Linked DNA regions of Mus musculus: region 2 is linked to region 1. The links are chromatin contacts, called in public Hi-C maps. All regions are on one chromosome and are shown on one strand. The core of a region is the stretch at or near the end of the contact, and the rest is flanking DNA. Distances in the headings are between cores, read along the strand shown. Region 1 overlaps Gm15348 (predicted gene 15348). Region 2 overlaps Atp11a (ATPase, class VI, type 11A).

Evidence for each region. Hi-C and Micro-C count contacts between places; a contact is called where the count stands out from the background.
Region 2: a contact with region 1 is called in a Hi-C map of liver, with 2.9 times the contacts expected there. The contact joins two enhancer-like sites. A contact is called at or near these places in 8 of 39 promoter capture datasets (3T3-L1-derived adipocytes, the HPC-7 cell line, the SN4741 cell line and 4 more), 7 of 484 Hi-C or Micro-C datasets (liver and macrophages), 3 of 115 datasets of contacts at active chromatin or transcription factors (hepatocytes and liver) and 1 of 9 other capture datasets (adipose tissue).

The regions. Positions count from the first base shown.
Region 1 is chr8:12,710,409-12,715,317 of GRCm38.p6, reverse strand. Gm15348 (predicted gene 15348) reads left to right here. Exons shown (of 4, transcript NR_033546.1): 3 at 1,255-1,447. Among named protein-coding and RNA genes, the nearest start is that of Gm15348, 6.3 kb to the left of the region's middle. Within about 2 kb of position 3,552, at least 31 of the 459 cell types and tissues checked have an H3K27ac peak or open chromatin away from gene starts, as enhancers often do. A contact at or near this core is called in hepatocytes and liver, where this site is marked.
Region 2 is chr8:12,797,947-12,803,531 of GRCm38.p6, reverse strand. All of the region lies in intron 1 of Atp11a (ATPase, class VI, type 11A), which reads right to left. Among named protein-coding and RNA genes, the nearest start is that of Gm15350, 31 kb to the left of the region's middle. Within about 2 kb of position 4,236, at least 15 of the 459 cell types and tissues checked have an H3K27ac peak or open chromatin away from gene starts, as enhancers often do. A contact at or near this core is called in hepatocytes and liver, where this site is marked.

The DNA.
Region 1 (4,909 bases), core at 2,303-4,802:
CCCAGGATCATGTACCTGGCATATAGGCAGAAAGATGCAGAGGGCTGTGAGGTGTCTGAAGTGCAACTGAAACACTCTGCCACAGATGAAGGGTAACCACAGGCAGACGGGTGGATGGTTCCACACCAAAAGCTGACCTCGTGGAGATGCTGGTGGGCGCACGGCTGCCCACTAAACAGTTCTTTCATTCTTTGTGCACTTAGCCTGGGTGACCACACTGTTGGAGAAAAACATCAAAGTGACAGATCCTGGGCTGGCAGGATGGCTCAGTGGGTAGCAGAAACATCATTAAACAACCTGAGTTCAACCCCTGGAACCCTCGTGGTGGCAGAAGAGAACCACCCACGCAGGCTGTCCACCCTCTTACCTCCACATATGCATGGCCCTCCAACAGAATACACAGAATAGATACAAGTGTAAGTTTCAAGTGACAAGTCTGAGAAAACCATGGTGTCCTCGTCCCAGGGTGCAGCTCCCTGAGCATCACAAGGCACCACCTCCCACAGTGTCTGATCAAAGCCAGAAGCAGCAGAGGTCTCCATGGAAACTGCCAGATCAATTATTCAGAGAGTCCCCTCTGACATGTGACAAAGAGAGGAGAGGTCACCTGCCCAGGGTCTAGGCAGAGGTAAGACTGGTCCCTTGTTACCCATCCAGGAGTATCCCCCATGACAGCCCCCACTTTATTTCAGAGGCAGCTGAGCAGGCAGTGTCTAACCCTGTCTGTCCTGCGTGACCTGTGACCCCAATGCCGTTCTCAGACCCCACACTGCCTTCCTTGCTGGGATGACATGCTGTCCGGCTTCACCTTTGGGCTTAGCTATGCTCCTTTTTGAACACACAGTATATTGAGTTGCACAGGAAACTTTTATCTCTGGTTTGAACATTTTCTGGTTTCTTGTCTATTTTTAATACTCCGTGTCCACAGAGCACTTTCCTTTGATGCGGTCGGGCACTTTACGTCATCTACTGAGTTCTCCCGGAGTGGAGAGTGATGGATGCTGAAAATCAGAGGCCATGGGGCAACACAGGAAAGAGCTTGCCTGGCTTGGGTGGGTTTCATGGATCTAGAAAACTCCATGGTTTTGCTCAATATTTTGTTTCCTATGTGCTTTAACTATACACCCAATACTTCACTCAGGACACTGGGAGGCTTCCTCAGCTCAGGGTAATTCTGTCTTTCAAGAAAATTAACTTGAAGACTCTCCTAGAACCTTGTCACCAAGAAACATTTATATCCTTACCCCTCTCCAGAAAGGTTGACACAGATGGAGCTTACTCTGTGGGGATGGAATGAGCTGTACCAATGGCCCGACCAGACCACGCAGAGCTCAGAAAGGCCATTCAGTGTGGAGCCCAGACCATGAAGACCTGGAACAGCCAAGAGCGCCTCCGAACTCAGCCTCCACTCCTTATGATGGGGGACTGTACTCTCCAGGATCAGTTTGTAAGTTGTGGAGGTGCCCTGTATTCTTCTGAGGATTGTCGCCCCCAGGCTTACAAAGGCAGGACAAAGAGTGGCGATTCAGTTGGTTTCTAGGCCCCTTCAGTTTCCCTGGGGTCTCGGGGGTCAACTGCTTTGATTTTCTGGAAGTTCTACTGAAACAACATACAGAATTTCTCAGGCAGATGGCCACGCACACAATGCTGAGCCTGGAGGGTGTCTCTGGCTCCACGGCAGGACATGCTCCTCCAAGTCAAAGATGTGCCATGCCCTTCAGAACTCAGATAGTCTTGCTCATGCTCATTGTATCTCATTTCCTCCAGAGGAAGGAAAAGTCCACAAATGCCCCCAGTAAGCGAAATCCTTTTTGTTTATCATATATTTATCCACCACTCTATTCAAGCCTAGTTTTAATATATTCTCTACCTGTGGCCACCCACCAATCGACCTTCAGATGCACAAACTGGACAGATCATAATCTTCCACAAACTGTCTTCTCTTGATGCTTGCCCATAGGCTTGCCTCTTCTTGCCCTGGGTGACAGCTATCCCAACACCCCTGGATAGTTCTTAGAGATGTGGATAGATTTCATTGGCGTAGCACACACTGTCTCATGTGGATCTATGCTGTGGGAAGCTGCCTGTGGAGCTGCTACAGAAGCTGGTGGAGTCCATGCAGGACTTCAGACTATGTTTGCTCATGGTGCTGAGGAGGAGCTTGACCAGAGTCAGAGACCCTCAAGAGGGCTTTTTGTTTGTTTCTTCAGAGTTCTCCATTTTCCATCTACCCCTCTGACTACGCATCTGTGCATTTCTTTATTCTGCATTTAGCCTTGCCAGCTGCTGATCCTCAGGTGTCGTGAGCTGGACTAACCATGATCGTTAGTGGATAGGTGGTCCTCTCAGCATTGCTTGGCTCCTTAAGGGGCACGTAGATCAGTGGTCCATGTGCTGTCACCACAGCCTTCCCCTGTCACAGCCGGGCTGGTGGGCTGTGCCAACAGGAGACAGAAGAGACATCAGTTCGTTTCTTTACTCTGTAGCTGTGGTTGTCACCCGAGTGTGGTTGTTCGCTTTCTTTTTTTTTTTTTTTTTTTAAAGATTTATTTATTTATTATATGTAAGTACATTGTAGCTGTCTTCAGACACACCAGAAGAGGGAGTCAGATCTCGTTACGGATGGTTGTGAGCCACCATGTGGTTGCTGGGATTTGAACTCTGGACCTTCGGAAGAGCAGTCGGGTGCTCTAACCCACTGAGCCATCTCACCAGCCCAAGGTTGTTCACTTTCAAAGTGAACTTCCCAGGGACACCAAGCCTCTCATCTGCCCTGGAGAATGTGTAAAGCTGTGCTCTAGACTTTCAAATTGCAGTCAGGAGCAGAACCATCAACTTTAAGAGATGCTCCCCCCGCCACACACACACACACACATACACACACACACACATACACACACACACACACACACACACACACACACACGAGGTACTGAGCGTGACAACCCCCATACTGAGCTTATTTGTACCAGGCATGAGAATTGTTCATGCTACCCAGGTAGCTCCAGACTCTCATGCCTTGGAGCCACTGTGATTGTTAGCTCTGCCAACTCGACACAACCCAGAATTTGCTGGAAGAAGAGTTTCAGTGAGGTTGTGTTACATTGGGTTGGTCTGTGAGCATATCTATGGGGAATTGTCTTAGTTAAACTAATTGATGTAAGAAGATCCAGCTCACTGTGGGTGGCACCATTCCCTTGACAGGGAGTGAACTGTGTAAGAGTAGGTAAATTAAGTTGAGCACAAGCCACCAAGAAGGCAAGCCAGTATGCATGTGTCCATTCTCTCTGGCTGTGGAGTGACAGCTCTCTCAAGCTACTGCCACTGTGACTTCCCCACAGTGATGGACTATAACCTGGACCTGTGATCTAAAATAAACTGTCTACCCCTAAACTGGTTGCTATCCTAGTATTTCATCACGGGAACAGAAGTGAAACTAAAACAGCCACTCTGCCAGGAAAACAGTCCCAACCTCTTCCTGTAAGGGGCTCCTGGTGAAAGAACAACTTCTCCAGCCAGTTAGGAAAATAACCCCACAGTTCAGAGAAGGGGAGAGTTTAACGCACAAGGTCGTGTGCCCAGTGTGGCGCAATCCTAGACCTGCTCTGCCAGCTCAGTTCATCCCCTTCCCAGAAGCACGGCCCCTTTGGCTGCTTCCCACGTGGTTGCTGTATCAGCACAACGTAAAATGCTATCGGATCAATTAATTGCCTCTCCATGGTGTGGCCCATGGATAAGCGGTAGCCTCTTTACCCCCACATACCTGCCTATAGTCACTCAGGGCAAAGTTGCCTAATGGGCAACCATTAAGTACAGACTAGCCCATCGCCTTTCACCTAGCATTCTCTCCGTTCAGAGCTCTCCTGCTCCCCTGGTAACATCTTGAGTCAGTTAATTATCCAGGTGTTAAAACTCCAACAAATAAATGTCTTAAATAGATCAATAAAGCTTTATATGGCAGTGGCTTCATTTTCCTCTCCCTCTTCCTCTTCTTTCTTCTCCTCCTCCTCTTCCTCCTCCTCTTCTTCCCTCCTCCTTTTCTTCCTCTTCCTCTTCCTCATCTTCTTCCTCCTAGTTATCCTCCTCACAGTTATTATTATTAATTATTATTATTATTATTATTATATTCTTCTGCTTCTTTGAGACAGAGTCTCACTGTGTAGTCCTGGCTTGCCTGTAACTCGCAGAGACCCACCCATCTCTGCCTCCCAAGTGCTGGAATTGAAAGCATGCGCCACCACACCCGGCACTGTGACTGTTTCTTACACCATCAGCCTCAAAGCCTTCATTAAAGCTGGCTGTGGGCTGCATTGGGAAACACCCCTCACGGGAGTCTCACATTTATGCACATTTTTCATAGGAGACACTAATCTCCCTTTGTCCCAAGTCAACCTTTCCAGAAGGCCTACATAGTAAACAGCCTCAAAGGACAGAAGATGGTATATCCTCCAGACAGGAGCGGCTCCCTGCCTGTTACCAAACATCTGGATTCCTGTCCTCTGAGACAGCATTGCTCATGGGGTGCTGACATCCAGTTAGACCCAGCCACGGGCTTGGGGACAATTATTTGGCTCATCATGGCTGTCCCAGGATACTGGTGCTTCCTGGCAGCATCTGTGAATCCATGAAAGACTGATGGACTGGCTTATGAGTAGATAGTCTTCATAACAACAGAGCTCCTAGATCCATAGTCATAGAACAACATCAAAATAATACATGAGAGCTGGCAAAGTGGCTGAGAGGTAGAGATATTTGCTATGCAAGCCTGGCATGAATTTGGTCCCCAGAACTTACGTAAGGGTAGAAGAGAACCAACTCTACAAAGTTGTCCTCAGACTTCCACATGTGTGCTGTGGCATGTGCGAGTGCCCCTCCCTCCGCAGTAGTCATACTTTGAGTGGTGTATTAG
Region 2 (5,585 bases), core at 2,987-5,486, 88 kb before region 1:
CAAACAAAGATGCAAGTGGAGCCCTAAAATCCACATCTAGTCAACACCTCAGTGAGTTCCTACGACTCGCTTTGTTTGAGGAGGCTGGACTTCTCATCCACCCCCGGCCTGCTGTGCGAGAGCACAAGCAGCACTTCCCGCTCTCTTGCTCGGCCTCAAGCCCGAGGTTACTCGGAACTGGAGTATTCCCAGCATCTGAGGGGCATCACTCAAGCAGGGCTGAAGAGGCTCCTTGACCACTCCTGTGCAGGCACAGGGCCCGTGCTTTACACACAAGCCTCTCTACACTCTTTCTCCGGAACAATCATGAGCAGCAGCCATCCTGACAGTGGGTGTGGAGCCCCTGGAACACCCACTAGCTTTGTCTCTTCTGGGAGGGAACCCCAGGCTGGAGGATGGCCTCTACTTCACTCCCAGGGCCAGGATCTGTAGGCAGACCTTGCGGACCACAAAGAGCACCTGTCCAGGGACAGTGATGGCCTTGGTACCACACAGGCCTCTGACAGACACACACCAGATTCATACCTTGCTATGACCACTGGGTAACTATGTCTGTGTGCACTTGTGCATATAGCCTGAGGTTGTGTCATCTCTCTCTCAACATAAGCAGTTTCTCAAAGCATCCCTTAGAGAAGTCAGCTTACCACAGGGTATGCTCTCTCCCAAGCCCAGAGATACTTGGGCTTCAGTATGAAGAGACTGATGAGAGAGAGAGAGCGAGCCAGTTATCATCAGTTATGAAAAGTAAAGGCAGGTCAAGGTCAAAGATGCTCAGTCAAATGGAAGTCACTTGAGAACCTGCCACTGGAGAACACTGGAACTGCCCGCACCCTGCTCATCACACAGAGCACTGCCTGAGGTCTACAACCCTCTGCATTCCTGGCTACTTCTCCCTTCTCCAGAGACAGTGAAGGTTCTGGGTCCTCTTCAAAGATGAGCAGGGAGATGTGCTGGCAAGCACAACTGCTACTAGCCCAGTTCCCCACTGCGCAGCCTACATGCAGCCTCAGTGAAGTGATAGCAGCACTTTAAGGTCTGGCAATGCAGCCAAGTCCACAAGAAGGGCTGTCTCAGCTCACTGTAAATCTCCTCAGTGTGCTCCTCCTCCTGAACCCCCACCTCCACACAGAGTCCTGTCCCGGGGGAAGCAAGCCCTGGACCCGACCAGGACAGAAGAGCTGTGGCAAGGGGAGCACAGAGCAGAGCGCAGGGGAAAGGTACCGCAGTCAGACTGGACCTGTGGCCCTCAGAGTCTAAGCAGCGCATACCCAAGGGAGCCAGGCAGGGCGGTATTTACACTGTAGGAGATGCAACAGGAAACACATGATGACATTCCAGGTACCGTCCCTGCAGGCAGCAGGGCAGCAAGCACATACAAGTGTCTCAGTGACCTGGAGCTCCAAGGAGGAAAACATTAGAATGTCCTTGCCAGCTGCTGGGCCCCCGAGCTCAGGCAGGCAAAGCTAGCCACAAAAGGCCAACAGGCACTGGCAAGAGACGCAAGCCAAAGGTGGGAACTCTGTGGGTCTGCTGACAGGAAGCAGGCAACATGCCCATGCGGGAATGCCTACCAGGGAGGAGTGGGCGTAGGAGGAAGAGTGAGAAAAAGGGTAAGTTCCCCCATGGAGATGAAAGGCTGTGAATTAGACTGCAGTTACAGCTGCATGATGAGGTGAATGCATACAAATCACTGAACTGCCCTCTTTAGACTGCTGGGTCTCTGGACAGCCGTTCCATCTCCACAAAGCCAGCCCACAGGGTCACCATGTTCTAAGTAGATGCAGCTGGATTCGAAGGGCTTCTGCTCCTCCCCACTTGCGTGGACACTATCTTTCTTCTACCACTCGGACGCCAGGCTTCCGAAAAGGCTGTCTTCTCTCAACTACGGCGGAAATCACCAACATTCTTTAGGTTTAAGTGGTCAGTAGTCTGCTTTTCAGCTACTCTGTTTTGGTTTTGCATTTCTGTGGGAGCTGACACATGTGAAGGTCCCTACCCTCAGAGGAGACTGCAGGGACGGGGTTACGTGTGGTTGTGAGCTGCCAGGAACTAAATTCGGGTCCTCTGCAAGAGTGCACCATTGAGCCATCCCTCTAGGCCTCCCCCTACCAGGACTAGTTGGCTTTTTATTTGTTTGTTTTATCTTCTGAGACAGAGTTTCTCTGTGTAGCCCTGGCTGGCCTCAGACTCAGACAGCCACCTACCTCTACCTCTGGAGTGCTGGGATTAAAGGTGGGCCAGCACCGCCAGGCCAACAGTTAGTTTTGAGGGAGGCATTTCAGTGAGTTCAGTGGGTGCCCAAGGAGATGCCTAAGTGGAGAGAGGAAGGGAGGCCAGCGGTGAGGGGGGTGGGTGGAAGGGCAGCAAAGATCCTTACACTGCCTTGCAAGCTGCACCAGGAGGAACAACACGCACAGGAACTGAAATCCAGCCAAAGACTAACCCAGTCACAAAGCCCATGTCTCCACAGCCCGCCTTCACTAGTCAGTCTCCAGCTGCCCTGTCCAGCTAGAGAAGTTAGCAAAGGGATGGGGTGTAGGAGGTATGGGGGGGGGCGTTAAATGATATACAGGAAGTCAATCTGGCCACTGTTAGTCATCTAATGGAAGCTTCGAATTTCAGCTGAAACAAACAAACCCACTAACCAAATTATACCATGGTGACAGGACAAACATGTTACTGAGCCCAATTCCTGATCGATTGACAGAGGCAGTTCCTCCTGAGGACAATGCTTAATTTTATAGGTATCCAATGGCAGTCTGCTGTGGCGTCTGCTTATAGCTGTAAATGGAAAACTCCCCTGTCCAGGAGCCCCAACACAGCATGCACTTAGGTCAGAGTGGTGTCCCGCCTGCGCCTGTCCCCTCACAGTCACATCCTGGGGTGAAGACCCTCCCCCCATGTGCCCTCGGTCTCCCAGAGTCCAGGTCAGTGCCTGTGAAAGCCTTTTTCTTCTCTAAGGGGAGAGGGGGCTCTTCACTCTGGGGTAGCAGGATGCCCTTAGGTACAGTAAGTACAAATGCAGCTCTCAGGAGGCCCAGTGCCCTGGCCCAGGATCTCCTCCCAGCCTCTCCTGTCTAGGCCTGTGGCCAAGGTCCAAGGTGCTCAGTGAGAGGAACCAAACAAGCCCACTCAAGGCCCAGCACTATCAGGGTGGGCTCCCTCTGCTTCTCTGTAGCTCTGCATTGTGGAAACACAGGAAACAGAAACCCCAAATCCACCCCACCACACTCATCAGCACCGACTTTCCTTCTGGCTATTTGCAAGGCTCATGGGGCATTTCTCTGCTATGAACATGGTTTCTAAACATAAAATCATTTAGATCAGAAAAGTATACTGACTGCTCACCTGATTTGGAAAATAGTCAATCTGAAAACCATTAAACACTCACTGCCCAAGCCATATCTTCCTGTACCCAGAACCAAAATAGAAATAGAAATTGTAGCCGCAAATGACTTTGGCTCGCTCTGGGTTTGCCTGACCCTGCACAGCAGAAGCAGCAGCCTGCACCGAGCTTCTGGGAGCTCTAGTGGTAGTGTCAGGGGTCAACGGGATGACAGAAGGAGCTACACAGAACGGCAAGCATGCTGGGATGGGAATGGTTTTTCAAGCAACAAGGCAGCTCCAGGGGAACTGCACTTGGCCAAGATAACCAACTGCCTCCTAAGATTGACACGGTGGACAACTGGAGGGCCTGACTGCTGCATGTGCAAACTGGCTGCAGCTTCCCTCTAGTCTTGGGTAGGAAGCTGGTGATTATGCAGGGAGTGGACAGGTTGCCCTGGGGTACAACGAAGCTTCCCACATTGGCCCCAAGTGACTCCTAAGAAAGCACTGACTGCTTAATCACGGCCTCTACACAAGCACAACAGAGCCTCCACCATTGCTAACTGAACCACAACAGAGCCCCCGTTATTGCTAACTGAACCATGATAGGGTCCCTGGCACTGCTGACTGAGAAAAGTTGACAGCAACTGCAGGCCTAGTGTCAGAAAATTGGGAGCTGTTTTAACCATGTATATAAATGAGTGTCTCTGGGCCACATGCCTGTAGTAAGCATGTTACTAATAGTATGTCCATATGACTGTGTCTCACAAACACTTGCTCTCCCCAACCTCATGGACACAGAGCCTCATTTGGCTCAGCTGCCTGCTGGGTGAGCAGGGAGAGGGCGCTAGAGGATGATGAGCTCTGGTCAGAGGTCAGAGCTGAGGCTGGGACTTTACCCTCTACGGTCAGGAGAGAGGCTGCATTGACACTGGCCAAAGGGGAAGGTTTTGGCGGTCATGATGCCTGATTATCTGTAGATAACATGGACGCTGGTTCTGTTACTTAGAGCCTGGGTCTCCAGCCTCGTGGCCTCTGTCCTCCTGGCCTCACAGCAGAGATGGATTGGAGCCTAGAAGACTAGTGCTGGCCGTGCCCTGGACCTATCCAATGCCTGCCAGGTATGGGTGGTGATGGAAAACCAAGGGCAAAGGAGGAGGTAGAAGGAAATGTTACCAACGTCCCCACATACAAACCTGCCCACGTACCAGTCAACACACTATACACAGATCTTCCTGTCCTTAGTAACGATGCAGCCAACAGGACTCGGCACAGAGAAATGGACCTAGTGTGTGGTCTGGTAGGAGATGCTGCTCTGAAAGCAGCAAACTTGGTCAGGTGTGAGACCCACACTCAAAGCCACAGCCACCTGTCCTGAATGGCCGGGCATGAGAACCAAGTCCTTCTGTATTTACCTCCCACAGCTGATTCCCTCCTCCTAGAGAGGAATGAGAGAGAAAGCTCAGCAAACATGTCCAAACTCAAACCCAGAAGCTCAGTGTGGGTACACATGGGAGCTTTAAAACACCGAAATTATATACCTTCCAATTGCACTGTGGGCATATTTACAAAACACTGGATATATAACTAATGAAGACAAGGGCAGGGCTGAGTCAGCGATTACAAAACAGTTATAGTGAAAATACACATGGCTGACAACACACAGTGACTGCTGACAGCTCAGCAATTACCAACAAAACCCTGAGAATCTGAAGCTCAGGCTCCACCTTGAGGACCACACTGTATTAGGACTGGGACCGAGCCTCAGCTTCGAGGGTTGCCACCATACAGGCCTGATGGCCACACCACGGGCTACAAGCCAGGTTGAGCAGACAGGAACTCTAAGCAGGTTCGTGCAGCCTCTATCACTGGCCCTGAGGCAACTCTGAGGAAAACTACATCTTAGGGTTGGCATAAAGATATATATAAAGGATGGAAAGGAAAGCAAACAATCCATACTCAGTGATGCCTTGGGAGGGAAAACTGCAAAGCATATGTGAGCACAGAAGGCGCTGCACAGGGAGCAAAGACCTAGAAGTTAAGTTAAGCAAGACTCTGGCTAACACCACCAACCTCCACAGCATGGTGATGACCTAGCATAGCCCAGGACCACCTCAGGCTATGTGCTCATGTCTGAGGGACACCAGCAAAGTGTTCCCTGTCCTGGCTCAGCTCTGCAGAGGAGCCTTGTCCCTTTCCAGAGCCAGTTCCCCACATCCTGGCACCCACACTTCTTCCTTCAGGTGGCATGTCACTGA